2 separate regions of the Mus musculus genome follow, and region 1 is linked to region 2. A link is a contact called in public Hi-C data. All regions are on one chromosome and are shown on one strand. The core of a region is the stretch at or near the end of the contact, and the rest is flanking DNA. Distances in the headings are between cores, read along the strand shown. Region 1 overlaps Tfap2a (transcription factor AP-2, alpha). Region 2 holds the start of Dsp (desmoplakin).

The links. A called contact is a pair of places that touch in the nucleus more often than the background predicts.
Region 1: a Hi-C map of embryonic stem cells shows a contact between it and region 2, with 6 times the contacts expected there. The contact joins the enhancer-like site here to the promoter of Dsp in region 2. A contact is called at or near these places in 4 of 39 promoter capture datasets (cranial neural crest, hippocampal neurons, maxillary cranial neural crest and 1 more), 2 of 484 Hi-C or Micro-C datasets (differentiating embryonic stem cells and embryonic stem cells) and 5 of 115 datasets of contacts at active chromatin or transcription factors (astrocytes, embryonic forebrain and embryonic stem cells).

Annotation. Positions count from the first base shown.
Region 1 is chr13:40,715,671-40,718,547 of GRCm38.p6, forward strand. Tfap2a (transcription factor AP-2, alpha) reads right to left here. Exons shown (of 7, transcript NM_011547.5): 7 at 1-1,733. The coding sequence ends at 1,445. Among named protein-coding and RNA genes, the nearest start is that of Gm26688, 11 kb to the right of the region's middle. Within about 2 kb of position 1,326, at least 10 of the 459 cell types and tissues checked have an H3K27ac peak or open chromatin away from gene starts, as enhancers often do. A contact at or near this core is called in differentiating embryonic stem cells and embryonic stem cells, where this site is marked.
Region 2 is chr13:38,150,042-38,153,002 of GRCm38.p6, forward strand. Dsp (desmoplakin) reads left to right here and starts at 1,253. Exons shown (of 24, transcript NM_023842.2): 1 at 1,253-1,753. The coding sequence starts at 1,548.

The DNA.
Region 1 (2,877 bases), core at 76-2,575, 2.6 Mb after region 2:
ATAAAGCGTATCAAATATTTATTTATCTGGGCAACAAAGGACTATGATACATTGACAGGCATAGAGGCTCCTGCCAGAGCAACTCAACACAGTGCAGCTAGGACTGCTTCCAATGTGGCCAGCGAAGACAAGGAAGCCCAGGTGGTCCCAAATGTTTAAAGATGAACAAAGAGAGGCAGAGAGAGAGAGACAGAGAAAGAGAGAGAGAAAGGCAGAGAGAGAGAGAGAGAGAGAGAGAGAAGAGAAGAGAAGAGAAGAGAAGAGAAGAGAAGAGAAGAGAAGAGAAGAGAAGAGAAATCCCTAACCCTTGGTTTAAAGACAATATTCATTTATTGCTCGAAGGATGCTTTTAAGGGAGGACAGTGAACTCAAATAAACTTTATTTTTCTCCCCATGATACCATAGAAGGATTATCAAATCACTCCAGTTTAAGAAATTTTTTTCCAATCTCCCAATATCACTGATTTTTTTCCTGTCAGTTCAATGAAAAGCTAAATGTAATACTAATTATATATAAATTTTTATTTTACCTTAAAAATGTTTTTGTTCAGCTGTTTCATTATAATCGTTTAACATGCTACCACGGGGCTAAATCCATGAATTGGAGAAAAGGGGTGGGGAGGGGGAGTCTTACCCAAACCTTGGATTTCTAAGTAAAACCACATGAAGAACTAACAGGGAGGATCCAAAGCCCACTAAACAGGAGGTAAACGAGATCACCAGATAAATAAAAAAAGGTTTAAAACAGACTCACCATATTTACAAATCCCATTAAATTACACATAAATAAATATATACAGAGACGTGAACACTGATTCCCTTATAGAATTGTGGATTGTGTCATCAGAGGAAGTTCAAGTGGGTGGTTGTACCTTGCAGAAGACAACTTCTACAACTGAAGACAGGACATAGAACTTCTGTATTTGTGTTCAAGTTTATTCACAATACTGATAAAAAATGTCATTATCCTCTTTGCCTTTTTTTTTAAAAGTATGGCTACAATCTGAAGTACGCAAGGGAAGGCGATGAGTTAGTCCCATGAAGCTCATATACTTTTTAAATTTTTTAACGTCCTTTTTAAAAAAAAAAAGTTTTAATGTTTGTTGTCGATTTGATTAAAAAAAAAAAAGGTTCACAAACGCGACAGAACTTTTCTTTGCTGGCTTCACGACCTGTTCTGTTCTCTTAGGCTCCACACGAGGGTAAAGGGGGTGTTGGTACTGATGGGGAAGTTGAGGCAAGGCGCTGAGTAGGCAGCGGCTGCCCCACTGGCAGTCGAGAGAGCAATCCGGAGGACTCCGGGGACGAAGGGCGGCGCGGCAACGCAGAGTAGCAGCAGCAGTAGGAGTGGCTGGTCCCGGAGCTGTCACCTGCCGGGTGGGGGAGGGGCGAGTGGGGGGACGCGGGCCGGTGAGGCGGGCGGGGGCGGGGCGGGAGGAGAGCCTCACTTTCTGTGTTTCTCTTCTTTGTCACTGCTTTTGGCGCTGTTGTCCGTGTGGCTGTTGGGGTTGTTGCTGAGGTACATTTTGTCCATGGCCTTGAGGGCCTCGGTGAGATAGTTCTGCAGGGCCGTAACCGCTGCACACACCGCCGGGCTGCCGAAGCCATGGGAGATGAGGTTGAAGTGGGTCAAGCAACTCTGGATGCCAGGCTCCAGGATAGGATTGGGCCGCGAGTTCCCCAGGGGAGATCGGTCCTGAGCCAGCAGGTCAGTGAACTCTTTGCAGATCTGTCTGCAGTGGAACAGAGACAGAAGTGAAAGCTCCCATCAGGCCTTAGTGGTAGTGAGAAACCATCGCTCCCTGAAGTTACCTCAGCCATCCAGCCCACCTTCCCCCACTCAGGACTCAAGGCCAGTCACTCAGAATAACAAAGCCTGTCACTTCTAAACCAACACTCCTCCCTTAAATGAATACCCTTCCTACTTCAAAAAGACCTCCCCTTCTCTCCCCACCTCCAACCCTCAGCCCTGACAAACTTCTGCCTACACCTTTCTCACAGCAAACACCCTGAACACAGGAAAGCATTTCACAGGCAAAGAAAAGTTACACCGGAAGTGAAAAACACAAGTATCCCTCTTCAGTATTCTAGAAATGCCAGGCTTGTTCTTCAAAATATCACCAGAGCCTGCTCCCCACATCCCTAAAGGAACCACAATAAAAGCTGGTGGAATGGGGTCTCCTCTCATTCACCTTCAAACCAGATGAGACTTGAATTTAGGCAGAAAGGCAAACTTTGCTTTTTCAAAACAACAGCAGGCCCCGGGGAGAGAACTCACACTTGACCACACCACACACACACACACACACACACACACACACACACACACACAAGGATCTGCCTTTGGATGCTCAGAATTTATGTAAGAATCTAGCTTGGAGGCTTATGTCTTTAACCCCAGCGCTGGATCAGAGAGATAGTGGGATCTCTCTGATTTGCTGGGCAGCCATTTTAGTCCAAATAGTGAGCTCTGGGGTCAGTGACAGACTGTCTCTAAGACTAAAGTGGGGAGCCATAGAGAGAGCTACCTCAGCACACAGGAAGTTTGTCTGGTCCTGGAAGCCAGCAGTAGCAGAGGCCTTCCTGAGGTTGCTACAGCCCATGGAGGGAGGGTGTGTGTGTGTGTGTGTGTGTGTGTGTGTGTGTGTGTGTGTGTGTGTGTATAAGCCTATCACTAGGCCAGAAACTGTCCCACACAAGGCCTCTCTCTGCCTCTTAACTCTCTGCTGCGGTGCCCTTCGGTGACACCAGCTTTTGATAATTGAGGACTTCTAAACAAGCCTTTTAATTTCCAGCAAACATATCAAGACAGTCATTTTTCTTTTCAACCTAGAGAAGTCAATTCAGCCCAGGCACTTTGGGAATATAACTTGGGCC
Region 2 (2,961 bases), core at 3-2,502:
TGTTTGTGTGGAGGCTGACTTGCGGATACGGATTCTATTTCTAAACAAAGCACTTTTGTCTACAAGCTCTTTGGCCAGGTGAGTTTGTTGTTAGAAACGAGAGGAAATTGATGGTAGTCGAACAGTGGCAGATATGGGTGGTTGAGCTAACCGTGGTAAACTGTTATCTCACTGTGCGTTTGACTCCTTGGATTTAAGTCGGTCTGCTCTGGGCAATCAGGAAGCAAACGTGCAAGCAAGATCTGTTGTCAAAAATTGTGTCCAAAACTTGGAAGTGTCATTGCAGAATTAGATAGGGCACATATTTAGAAAACCTCCTCTTCTCCTTTACAGCATACCAATGTAGTTTGGTATTTAGTTTTTGGGCTGCTTTAACCAGCTCATGAACATTTGAGAAATACATTGTACAAACAGGAAAGCTAACAGACATTATTCAGGGAGACAAGAAATATTTATTACCAAGATCTTTAAGTGGTGTTTACTAGAGAGCATTTAACGCCACCCCAAGTTATCTAAACAGCTTTTAATGGCTAGTGTACAGGGGTCTGTATCTAAAGTCAGTTTATGGAGACTACGGTGTAAATTGCACTCATCTGCTAACTGGGAGTGGCTTTGGAACCAATCGGTGGAATGTGTTACTCATCTGGAACGGTATCTGTTCAGGCTTCATGGGAGCAGAAAGGGACCCAAGTTGGGGCTCAGGAGTCTACAGGGGACAAACGTGCTCATGATTCTTTTAGAGAAATGGAAAACCACGTCTTGTTTCTGTTTCAGGCAAAGTCCTGCTATGAAGCCCAGTCTAGCCTTGAACTAAGTCCCTCATGACAAAATATTTCTGGAGAAGCCCTTTTCGGGATTCTCTGTTAAATTATCTTTTACACAACAGAAATCGAACTCTTGGGGCTATTTAAATAGAAGCTGGCATGGTTTCCTGGGATAAGCAAAAAGTCAACATTTCACTAGAGTCGTCCCATGGAGTGACCCTCCCAAGCCACTTTATTTCCGCCTCTTGGGGGAGTAGGAAATCCTCCAAAGGTGTGCCACTGTGGCTCCTAGAGCCTGAAGCAAGTCCCGCGGGGTCGCAGCCCTCCGACGGGGATCCAGTCGCCAGGTCCCCGCCCCTCGCCTCTGCTCAGGCTTCGGTGGCGCAGGGCGGAGCCGCAGGTTGGGGAGGGCGGCCCCAGGCGTCGGTGACACGCGGGGGGGAGGGCGGGGGAGGCGAGGCAGCCGCACCTCGCCCTGGGAAGAAGCCGACCAGGTGTGGCCTGGGCGCCGGGTGCCAGCGGGGAGGAGACTCGCACCGCCTCGACCAACACCAACACCCAGGCGCGACCCAGCTCCTCTGAGCCCTCGCTGCCCTCCGAGCCACAGCTCCACTCCGGTTCCCGCGCCTAGCCAGTCGCCGTCCCCGTCTCCGCCCTGCTGGAGCGCTGAGCCCTCGCCAGTCCTCCGCGTTCCGCGCTCCTCTCCCGGAGTCCCTCGCGTGCTCCGAGGCGACGCCTCGCGTATGCCGCGGCGCTGAGCGGCTCTCTTGAGTGACCGCAGACATGAGCTGCAACGGCGGCTCCCACCCGCGGATCAACACGCTGGGTCGCATGACCCGCGCGGAGTCCGGCCCGGACCTGCGCTACGAGATGACCTACAGCGGTGGCGGCGGCGGGGGCGGCGGGGGCGGCGGCGGGGGCACCAGCAGGACGTTCTACTCCCACTCCCGGCGCTGCACCGTCAACGACCAGAACTCCGACGGCTACTGGTGGGTATCAGCCCGCCGCCACCTAGCTCAGTCCCAAATCTTGGGTCAGGTAGTGGCCCGCCTCCTGGGCCAACCAGGAAACCCAGGTCTAGGCCGAGGAAAGTGCTTTGCCCCGGGTCACGGAAGCGCAGGAACGGGTGTCCCTACGCCCAGCGCTAGCCAGTGAGAACAGGGAGCTTGGGTGTGTGCTGGGACCCAGGCGACAGTCCTACCGTGAGCCTACGCAGGGTCCCACGGTCCTCACCTCTCTTCTATCCTAGAAGCGGCTCTTTTCCACCTCCACTGTGTAGGGGAGCAATGGACGGCAGGGACGCAGGTCTCTCCTTGGTCGTACCCTCTTCCTCCCCACCCCCGGTTGTCCCTTGCAAAGTGGACCCAGCTGTGATTGCCTTTGTTCCAGACCGCAGGTGGGAGGTCGGGCTAGGCGGAGCTGCGGCCCCAAAACCCAGCTTTCAAACTAACGAAAAATAAAACTTGTGAAGGGGTGGAGTTCCCTTTGCTGCCCGGTGGCCTCGGAGGGACTCAGGACTTGCAACTCATGGTCACCCCAGGGCGACGGCGGCGGAGGCCCTTAGGTTATTGGCCACCCGAGGGTATCTGCATGGAAGTTACACCCTCCACGGAGCCTGAAAGTCCCCTGTCACGCAAATGGGTTCCTTTGTAGGGATAGCCTCTGGGCACGGGCTGCAAACTTGGTCTGTTCCGCTCGCTCCCCTTTCCCCACTCTGGCCACTTGGTCACCGGGATCGCACCGGAGGCTCCGCACCTTTAAAAAAAAATCAGCCTAGTCTCCTGGAGACTTTGTAATAATTGTGGCTCTGGGCTCAGTATTAGTCATCTCTTTGATCTGTATAAAATGGGCTCCAGCTCTGGCTGAGAGGGTGACCCTGGAGAAAGCACTGTGGCGCCCAGGATTAGGAGCTGCCGAGGAACCCACGGCACAAAGGGCTGGGTCCTCTTCCCGGGATAGTCGGGTAAATACAGCGAGGGAGTCACTGGTGGGTGGGAGAAGGTAATGAGCATCCTTTCACACGGTCCCCACAGCTGCTTTCTGCAAGCCCACGTGAGCCGTGAGACTTTTGCGACCCGCCCCTTCCCAGCCCTACCTCGGTCGCGCCTCTGGAGGCGGCCGCCCCACTACCTTAATACTTCGCAGCGCAGTGGCCGCAGGCGGAGGAGGAGAAACCTAATGGCTCCGATGGCGTTTT